Regions from separate parts of the Rattus norvegicus genome. Here region 1 is linked to region 2. The links are chromatin contacts, called in public Hi-C maps. All regions are on one chromosome and are shown on one strand. The core of a region is the stretch at or near the end of the contact, and the rest is flanking DNA. Distances in the headings are between cores, read along the strand shown. Region 1 holds the start of Sh3kbp1 (SH3 domain-containing kinase-binding protein 1). Region 2 overlaps Sh3kbp1 (SH3 domain-containing kinase-binding protein 1).

What was found. A called contact is a pair of places that touch in the nucleus more often than the background predicts.
Region 1: a contact with region 2 is called in a Hi-C map of Schwann cells, with 5 times the contacts expected there. The contact joins the promoter of Sh3kbp1 here to the enhancer-like site in region 2. A contact is called at or near these places in 3 of 12 Hi-C or Micro-C datasets (the A7r5 cell line, Schwann cells and frontal cortex).

What each region holds. Positions count from the first base shown.
Region 1 is chrX:39,030,058-39,035,438 of GRCr8, forward strand. Sh3kbp1 (SH3 domain-containing kinase-binding protein 1) reads right to left here and starts at 1,336. Exons shown (of 18, transcript NM_053360.3): 1 at 1,059-1,336. The coding sequence starts at 1,062.
Region 2 is chrX:38,747,806-38,753,021 of GRCr8, forward strand. Sh3kbp1 (SH3 domain-containing kinase-binding protein 1) reads right to left here. Exons shown (of 18, transcript NM_053360.3): 10 at 1,084-1,135. Among named protein-coding and RNA genes, the nearest start is that of Map3k15, 83 kb to the left of the region's middle. Within about 2 kb of position 3,021, at least 2 of the 93 cell types and tissues checked have an H3K27ac peak or open chromatin away from gene starts, as enhancers often do. A contact at or near this core is called in Schwann cells, where this site is marked.

The DNA.
Region 1 (5,381 bases), core at 86-2,585, 280 kb after region 2:
TGACTCCTGCCTATTTCTTGCTAGCTGGTGTAAGATCTATTACCTGCATACAAAAAGTCTCACTTTATAGTGATTTATTATAATGTGCAGACTGCTGAGCTTGGCCTAGAAACACCCCAAAAACATCTGCTAGAGGCATAAAAAGCAAAGACTGGCCATCAGCAAGGCTATGACCTAGGTAAACCAAACGTTTAATAGAGGCAAGACAATCACAAGTCCTTTACTCAATAAAGTGCCGGCTCCTCTGGACAGTAAGGTGGTCCCTACACTGTCAGGTCTATAATAAAAGGGACCCAGAAAACCTAGTGTTAGCTGCCTACATGAAAATTATGTTTGCTAGGTAAATCAAAAACTAGATCACCATTTCCAGTTCCTGGCCCTGCAGACTTAGAGGAGGATATAGGAAGTAGCCTTTGAGTATAACAGAGTGGAGAAGGGTTCAGTGTGGGGGGAAGACAGAGAGTCAGAGGTAGAGGTAGAAGTGGGGAGTGCATGAAGAGCTCAGGACCCTAGGACAGCCTGCCTTGCCCGGTACTGGGGCGTTTCCTAACCTCCCACCACCAGCATCATCTGGCGGTAAAAGCAATCTAATCCTCCCCCAAAGACCCCGACATTCAAGGTTCTTCTCAGGCTGGTCCAGAGAGGCACCAAGAGCCCTCCCTGTACAGGGCCAGAGCCCACCAAATCCTGGTGCCCGCTTCCGCAGCAGAGGGGAGGGTGTACTTGGGTGGGAGAATGGCAAAGACAAAACTCTCCCCGCCCACCCGAAAAAGCCAGCCACACCCCCTGAATCCCTCAACCCAAGCAGCCCCCGAGCCAGCCCCCGCGATTCTCTGCTCAGGCCCCCTCCGGTTCCAGTCCGTGCAGCGCGCGGGCTCCGCAGGGACACTAAAGCAAGTGAGAGTGAATCGGGGTCCGCAGGGCGAGGGAGGGCGCTCTGCGCGATGTCACTCTCCCGGCCCTGCTCCAGGGCGCCCTCCCCGGGTCCGCGGTCCCGGGATGGGCGCGCCGACCCTCTACACAGAAGGGCTGAAGGTTCGAGCGGCCCCTGCACTCACCCATTGGCGCCAAGCCGAGCTGAGTCGCCAAAGCAGAGTGAAAGTTGGCGGAACCGGGCGTAGGGTTCGGGGCGCGGAGGTCGCGGCGCGGGGATCGGGGGCGCGGGCGTCGGGACGCGGCTGCTGCTTGGCCGGCTTCTTCCTCAGCGGCGGTGGTGGCAGCTCAGCGCCGCCCGCTACTGCTTCTGCTGCTGCTGCCGCTGCTGCCCTGGGGCGACTCCTGCTGCTGCTGCTGCTGCATCGCGGCCCCGCTGCACCCGGCTGCTCCGGGTTTCCTGCTCTCCGAAAGTGGAAATTGCGAAAAAAAAAAAAAAAAAGAAAGAAAGAAAAGAAAAAAAAAAGCACCGCCCAGCCCAGTGCCCTGCAGCCGCCTCTGAGCCTGCTCTCCCCTCCTCCCCGCCGCGGCGAAGCTCAGCGGCTCCGCCCGCCTAAGAGGCGCGGCCGCCAGGCGGGGGCGGGGCCGAGGGGCGGGGCCCGAGCCTTGTCGGGCCGGACTCCTGGGCTTGTCCTCTGTTGGCGGGGCTCGGCCGCCCCCCTCACCTCGGCTCTGTCCCAGCCTGAGCTCGGCAGCGGGTTTGCCCCCTATTCGCCAATGCTCCGCTCACGCCCCGGGAAATGCCGCGAGACTCCTCGAGACTGGAGGAGATTTAGGGGGTCCGTGGGGGTGGGGGCGTCGGAGTTGTGGGGCACGTGGAAAAGGTGGATCGAAAGCGGAACCCCGGGGAAGGAGGGCTGGGGGAGGGGAAGCTGCTGACAGGTGAAGAGTGGGACACATGCTGGGTTATTACCAGGTGACACCCCCTCCCCGCGGGGAACAGAGAGAACATCAGGAAGAAGGCTGCTAGTAGGGGGGCTGTGGGAGGAAGGGGCCTTTGGCTGAGGCTTTGGAGTACTGGCAGACCAGGCACGAGTTTGGAGCGTGGGAGGGACTGGGCTAGGGGTGCCCAACGAGAAGAAGGGTGCAGTCAGGTTGCTGAGCAGGTCCGCTGCTAGGCACCGCCCCTCACAGGATTAGACCTTCCTTACATCGGACCCAGGGGTACCCGGACCAGTTGGCTCGGCTGCTTAGGAATGTTTCTAGGTCTGGAGACAAAGATTGGCTGGTTCTCCATCAGACATCGCTGTGCTCTATTGATCCTCAAACCTGGATAGACAACAATTTTAAGTGGACACTAAAATGAAGAAAGAAATTCATAGGAATTCCTGGGCAACTCATGAGCTCCTTTTTTGGAGCCCATTCTCCACCACACCTTTCAGCCGAAGAGACTTGCCTGCAACCGCATTCGTTGAGCAGCCTGTTGTTTCCTTTCCACTTTCCACCATCTGGTGGTAGGAAAAGATAGTGAGCTAGACTGGAGACAAAATAGGCAACAGGGAAAGTGAGACAAGAGAGAAAATAGATCATTGGCCCCTGCAAGTGAAGGCTGGGGACTAGTGAACCCAAAGGTGACAAATAAAAGCTGACCCTGTGCCCAAGGGAGACCTGTCTTGCAAACCCTGTGAGTAATAACGCAGCATCGTTTGTACATTGCTCAAAGCCTAGGATCTCTGTAGAAATATACTGGAGTGTGGGAGGTGGGGGCACTCAGTCATAAAACTGAGGCAAAGAAGATGGAGAAGTTAATGAGTTCTGACTTAACGGCTAGCCTGGGACACGAAGCATGATCCTGATGAGTAAGAAGGTGGGAAGAGGAGAGACTTTCTGTCAGGGCTTTAAAAACAAGAGGAGTAGCAGCATCCTTCTGGATACTATCCATGTGTGTCACAGCAACCTAGACTAATCAAAAAACAGAAGGCTCATCCATACAGTGGTCCTGCTTGTTACATGCCTTGACACTTCCATGGTCTAAGTAAGACAATGAAAGCTTATTTTCCTGCAGTTGACAAACACCGAGACTCAGAGCCTAACTTAACCCGTTGTCAGTAGAACATTCTCCCCTAAATTCAACAAAAACTGACCGGAGATATGTCTCATTCTGAAAGTGGCTGTCTTGGCTAAGCCCCAGATCATTAGACTATCCTAATTCTCTCTCAAAAACATTCAGACCCCCCAAAAATGGCTGGGCATGTGTTCAATATGGAAATAGCTGAGCTAGATTTACGGTGGCTTGGCACATAGGATGCTGAAAAGTTGTGGTTGCTGACCCATGCATTCTCATCCAGAGAACGAGGTTCAATTACCAGCAACCTCATGATGGCTCACAACCATTTGTAACTCCAGTTCCAAGGAATCTGATGCTGTCTTTTGATCTCTGTGGGCACTACACACACGGAGTGTATATCCAGGTAAAACATCCGTACAAATAAAATCATTGAACCACTGTTGAAGAAATCGACCAGACTTACCTTGGACATCACAAAGTCTAGTGTAGCCAATTCCACAACCAGCAAGGGACTCTAGAGAGAGCTTGCTTTCTCTCCTTAACATCACTCTCAATCTTAGCCTTCAAATTGAACTGCTTTGCCAACCTCACAAGGATAAAGATAGGCCCCTTGAAGGTTTGAGTCTTGGTCTGTGTTTCATATGGTCCAGAAAGGGATCTATGATAGCTATCCTTTCCCTGGCTTCTCTTTCCCACAGTCTGCACTTTTATATCGTGGGATAACAGTGGTGACCTCTGTTGGAAATGGCTCACCTTCTAGCTGTTCCTGAGGACACAGTGGTTTTATTCTTGGGCTGTTTGCCTGTAGTCTCCTTTCTGACACAGAGTCAGGGGAAGCAGCCCAACCCTAGAAAGGGGGCCTTGGGGGACACTTTGAAACAAACATGTTTGGTTCTGAAATGGTTGAAGGGGGCAACCCCAATTCCAAGCCAGCTTCTCAGTGACCAACGTCAAAGAGCACAGGCCCATTTTGCCAATATAATGCTCATTACAGTCTACCTCAAGGATGCTTTGTTTTTGTGGTGCTGGGGGTGAGGGGCTTGAATCCAACTAGCTGCAACCCAGCCTAATTTCTCTTTCTTGATCTGAAGACCTGCACCCTTATTCCACACTCTGAATGGACTTCCTGCAATGACAAACTCAGCATTTTATCACAAAAGAGAGACTAATAATAAGACTTTTTTTCAATGAGGTGTGCCCTGCCTTTAATGCCTTAACTCAACCAATTGCCCATACTATTCAAAACTTGAGAATTTCTCATCTTCAGTTTCCCTAAATTATGAATGAACATTCCTTTTCCCACTTATTGCTCCGTTCTTCTGAATCATTCCTATTGTCCTTTCATTTTTCTCTGAGAAGTGGTTGCTGACCAGCACAAGAAAAGTGAACTTAAAGATTCCAATCCAGCTGCTGACATGAATACAAGTGTAATTCCACATCCTGCCTCCTTCCTACAAGTGGATCTTTTAAACAGAATAGCTAATGCAGGATTTCAAACATAACCCAAATTATGTTAATTCATTTTGTGAATATTTCTAGAGAAATACAATTGTATTTAATACTGCATCTTTGTCCCACTGAACTCCCATTTCTACAAGAATAGAAAATGGGTTTGGAAAATGAAAAGTATCTGACTTGTCACATTAAAATGGCATCACATGATTAAAATGGCACCACTGTGTTGCTCAGTGGTAGCAGCGTTTGGGACAATAATTGAAGGTACTTCAGCCTTTGCTTCTCCAGCACTTACAATCTGTCATCCTCTCTCTCTCCATGTGCTCAGGCTCGACATCCGTAATTTACATGTAATGAATGATACTTTGCTTTGATAACCTTTAATATCATCTTTACATTAATATAAATTGCACACTGAGTGCTTTACAAAAGGTAGTCATTATATAGTACTTTTGGTGAACTTTATGGAGCACAAATCTCACAGTGCCAGAAAGTAAAGACATGCTTAAGAAAAATAATGAAAGGTGTCCTAGAGGCCAAAGCTGAAACAGCTCAAATTACACATGAAATAAATTCAGGTGCTGGAGGGATGGCTGCGCTTAACAGTGTTTGCCACTCTTCCAGATGACCCGAGTTCGGTTCCTAGTGCCTGTTCCACGTGGCTCACAATCACTTCTAACTCTAGTTTCAGGGGATCTGGTGCCTTCTAGCCTCCATGGACACTTGAATACATATGATATATATATATATATATATATATATATACACACACACACACACACAGGGGTACAAACACATATGCATATGTGATATATATACATATGCACATGCACACACACAGGGGTACAAGCACATATACATAAATAAAAATAATGAAACCTTTATTTAAAAAAGAAAAGAAATTAACAAGAAGGTAGTAAGCCATCCTTACAGAGAGATTTCAATAAATGAAAAGACATGAAGATGGGGTGGGGTTGGGGACAGC
Region 2 (5,216 bases), core at 1,771-4,270:
TGTCTAAAAAAAAAATACTTCTTAATAAATGTGTGAAAAAATAAAACCCAATAATTTATATTCTTATATTATACGGTATACATATAATTGTGGATTTTTACACTAAAACAGCCTTAATTTTATTTTAGTTGTTTCTTGTCAAAATTAGTATGTACATATACACATATCTTAGTGTATATTCACTGTGTAATATAATGGGTTTCATTGTGACACTTTCATACATGTATGTTATATATTTTGATTTCTCCTTTCCCTCTTCAGTTTGTTAACAAACCACTTAAATAGTCATCCACAAAAGGGATTTCTCTCCACAATTACATGTGACTATTATAAAGAGGCATCCATTGGGAAGCAGGAACTATCATCTTTATGGATAAGAATCCATCATGCAGGGGTTGGGGATTTAGCTCAGTGGTAGAGCGCTTGCCTAGCAAGTGCAAGGCCCTGGGTTCGGTCCCCAGCTCCGAAAAAAAGAAAAGAAAAAAAAAAAAAAGAATCCATCATGCAGTGACATCACTTCTTTCTATACTATTCACCCTTAATATCTAAACCACACAGAATGAGTGAACTAGATTTTGTTTTCAAGACTAGAAAATAGTCAAGAGGGAAAGTATCTATGGCTAGAAAACCATCTTTTTCTGGGGGGGGGGATGAAGTAAGTGCAAATTTTGGCTAGCCACATAGGACAGACATCGAAACCCCAGCAAATCTGTTCATAAACAGTGACGCATGGCAATCCCATGGGAAACTGACCATCAGTAAGGACAAGCAGGGCTTTGCTCCTCAAAAGCAGATTGTTTAAAAAAAAGACCCAGTTCATTTTAAAGTACATTCCTTGAAAACCCCAATTTCTGTACTGTAGTGGAGACACATTTTAGTGATACGGGTTCTTTCGTTTGTTTGTTTGTTTGTTTGTGTCTAGGAAAAACAGCAGCTCATTTAAAACCTGCCTGCTGAGACCAAATCACAACCCCCAAACTAGCAGTTTGTAGATCCAAAAATCTTGAACTCTAACAAAGAAAATTTGAATTTGTACAAAAGAAAGATGAACATTTTGTTTGCTGGATCTGAAAGGTACATTACCTGCCCCTTGTTTGATGACAGGAGCGGATGGAGGTGGCGGCTTCTTGGGTCTCTGAAAAATCAATCATAATTACACATGAGACTGTTGGCAAGCTAGAGTATCACAGAACATAGACATTGTTTTCTATGTGCAGCATGGACAATTTCGGAGAGCCTCTCCAAAAAAAAAATTGAGCAATTCTCTCCCTAGAGACACCAGCTTTCTTTCGGCACCTCTAAATAAACACTGAAGCAAATTCAATCGGTAAAACAAAACTCAGACCAACAAATGAAATGCAGTTTCCCCCTTTCTAAATTTACAACAGCCTTCTAGAAAAGCTCAGTTCAGCAAAAATGGCCTGAAACCAGCAAGCACAATGGTGCCCCTAAACTGAAGCCACATTTGCAATTAAGATTTAATCAGCTGAATAAGAAGTGGTTCAGCAAGAGTGACCATGAAGACTCAAAATCAGATCTGATAGGACGTATGGAACCTTCAAGTAAATGCAGACCAAGAGTCTACTGCAGGCTGGCAAGGCCCCTGCCCTCTTGCCTCTTTTTATGCTGAGGAAGGTCATTTGTGAGATCACTCACATAGCAGTTATACCTTACAACATGTGCTAAACTGGAATGGATGTGGGGTTTTTCGAAGTGGCCCACTATTTTTTCTATTACACATTGTTACTCCATAGGCGATGGGAGTAGCAGTACGATCAATAGCGTTCGTCCCTGAACTTGTTTCAGAGTTTGGGGGCTATTCTTTGTCATCCAAGACTGACTAGAGGAGGGAGAGGGACACAGATGAACTGACTAAACAGCAGTCAGAGAACACAGCCAGGCACCGTCTTGTTCTGTCGTGCTAAGGGCAAGGGGAGAACCATCGGCTGTGATAACACTAAGGAAGGATGCAGGGAACTGAGAGGAAGGGCTGGATGCTTCACATCACTGTTGGCACTCCTTACTCTCCCAGGCACCATGTATTTGCGGTTCTAAGAAACCTACAACGAGTATCCTCTGGTTTCCAAAAATGTCATAGTATGACATTAATACAGGGACCACAAAAGGCAGACAGACACCTAACTGCCACTCTGGCTTACCTTTCTCTGACACAGTACAACGCTGCAGAAAGAGTATGTTTCCAATAAAATCCAGAGAATACAAGATACACAAGAACATGTGTTCTTGTCTTTATCTGTTTCTGTGTTCTTATCTGCAGAGGGGGCATCATAGCATTCAGACTCTGGATTCACTATCTTTTCAGCCTGGTTCTTTATTAGTTGCTGATTCTACCAAATTGCTCTGAGTAAAGACTATAGCATGGTAGGAAAGACAAAGGATTCTGAAAGCTGAAGATCAGTACAAATCTCTATTTTTAGATGATGACGAGCCGCCTCACCTAGCTCTCCTTTCTCACCAATAAATGGCCATTAATGTTATCTTTCAACTTGGGAGGAGATGGTTTTGCAAGAGTTAGTAATCTCGGACTTGGGAAACTCATGTAGCAACTCTATGAGGAACTGGTATCAATATGCCCAGGCTGCTGTTGAAATAATTGAGAGAAGTCATTTCCCAAGGTCACTAAGCTATTAAATGAAGCAAGCTAGTAAATGGGGTAGAGGAGACTGGGAGTAAAGCCCAGGGCTGTTTGACCCACAGCACACTGCTAACCACTATGAAGGCCCAATGCTGGAGCAGAGCCATGAGGCAGGCATAATAGCACACACACGGAACTCATCAAAGCACAGGCAACAGTCTGATGGTCAGATTGCAAGGAGGAAATAGTTATCAAATTGCAGCTATGGTATGAGCTCACCTATTCTGTAACACACAAAAAGTAGAAAGAGTGGGGAGAAGTATGTTTAAAGTGGTGGTTTCTGACTAGCAGGACTACATGTGTATACACTTGGGTATGTTTCCTCCTCGATGTTTTCCTGTGACGTACGTATAAGTGCAGACAAATGAACTTTATTAGGAAAAAGCAAGCTGCACTCAGGGCCTCCGGCCCTTGAATACAGGCCCTGCACTGTGTGTGGGTGTGTTTGTGACTCAGGCTCTCCCAATACTCTATTCCCTTTGTCAGCTTTTTCCAGTTCCCTATTAACTCTGTCCTTCCTCCTTCTCTGTCTTGGTATAACTCGTTTGGGAATGGAGGTATGTTTATCTAATGAAGTTACTGCTGAAACCTTGCCATTTAAGCTTCCTTTAACTCACAATCAGAGTTACTGCTTAGTCATGAAACTGACAACACCCTATAGCCTAATTCTTCCCCCAAGTCCCAGTCATGCCTATTCCTGGATGTCTTTCTTCCCCCTTGATGGTTTGAAATACTCTTTTAATTAATTAAACATTTTTAAAAATTTATTTTGTGTATATGGTAATGTGTGTGAACCTGCTCACATATGCCACACCATGTGTAGGAAGATCAGAGGACAGCTCATGGAGAGCAGTTTCTCTCCTTCTGTTCTGTGGATCCTGGGGATGAAACTCAAGTTGTCAGGCTCAGAAGCGAGCACTTTTCCTGGCTGAGCCATCTCTCTGGCCCTAGTTTAAAAAATCTATAAACAATCTCACAGAAGACTCTGTAGTAGAAGCTGTTACCCCAGAGACCTTGCTTCAAAATATATGGAGGGGAAAGAGGTAAAGCAATTACAAACTATGACACTTTCTGTGATTACTGGGCCATGTGAAAAGAAACCAAAGCCTCTTGATGTTGTATAAGGTCTGGCCTGTAGCTGATGCATGAAATGTGTCATGGAAGGAATGGGTGGAAGAAAAAGAAGAGATGAGAAAGGAGGGTGAGAGAGAGAGGATGGGCTATTTTGTAATAACAAGACTGTGTGAAATGTGGTCCCAGAAAGTATGCCTGTGAGAGTGGCAACAGGAGGAGGCAGGGGTCTGCATTTATGACAAGTGTCAGGACCACTGCAGAGGCAGTTAGGACACACATTTAAAAGGAAGGGCTAGTTTGTGAGCAGTGAGCTGTCTGTACTGCACTGTATAGGTACCAGACAGCAGGGAAGTTCATTCATCTCCCCCAACCCCCGCTTTTGGACTGAGTCCACATTCTCTGGTTTTAGTAAGTTCAACCGATTATAACTACGTCATTTCTCTCTTCCCTTTCTCCTTTCAAACCTTCCCACATCCCCCTCCTTGCTTTTTCCAGACCCATATGGCTTTAGACCACCTCCTCAAAACTTGGAAGCACTGTACATGGGCCTACTTTTATATTTTAATATACCAAACTGGGTGACGAGAACAGAAAATGCAGAGCAGCAAATCCACAGCAAAAATATGGTAATAATAAAGAAACGCAGTAGTTGCTGATTCTCAAAGAAATAGAGATGAGGAGACCCAGAGTTGCTTTTCCTCAAAATGTTCAACTGTGTTTGGATGCAGATATTGGCATGAGGAACGCACCAGGTTCAGCAGGAGGTCCAGAGATTCTCTGTGGAGTTTAACAGCTACATACCAACCAGCTCCTTCAACTCAGGTGAGGATTTAAAGTCCTGTATCTTTAGAGTCAATCATTCCATTTATTCTCTCATCCCTCTCCCCGGTGGTGAAAGAACAAAACCTCAGTTCCAAACTTGGGTGGCTTTAGGCTGCTCAACTCTTAGGTAAGAGCTGAAAACAAAGCAGTGGATGTGGGGCCAGGAGTTATGGGAGGAGCCCCTCTGCAATGGTGATGATGCTCAGGGGGTCTGCAGCAATCGGCTGGTAGCAAAAGGGGTCTAGAAGCCGTATCACTCACTGTCCAGGCACTGAGAATTTATTAAAAAAGAAAACAACAAGAAAATGCCAGTAGCAACAATAAAACCCAGAGAGCCAACATTTCCTGATTTGTATTAGAATCCAAAGCTTTCTGTGACCTCGTGTATTTAGGGCACATACATCTAAATATGTATGCTCACCTCTGACTGCATATGCTTCAAACGGAAATGACCTGTCATCCTTCAAAGGCCACACCAGCTATATTTGATTATTACCATTACAGTACCAGGAAGGAAACATATCTGAATGTTCCAGAGTACGGATAGCAGGAAGGCAAACTGCTTCCTGCTGAAGGATTTCGAAACTGACTCTGCCCCTTGTTTGACAGGACTTGCCTGTTCCAAACCAAGGAGCTCATCATCTGGCTCAACTGCTTTTTCCTG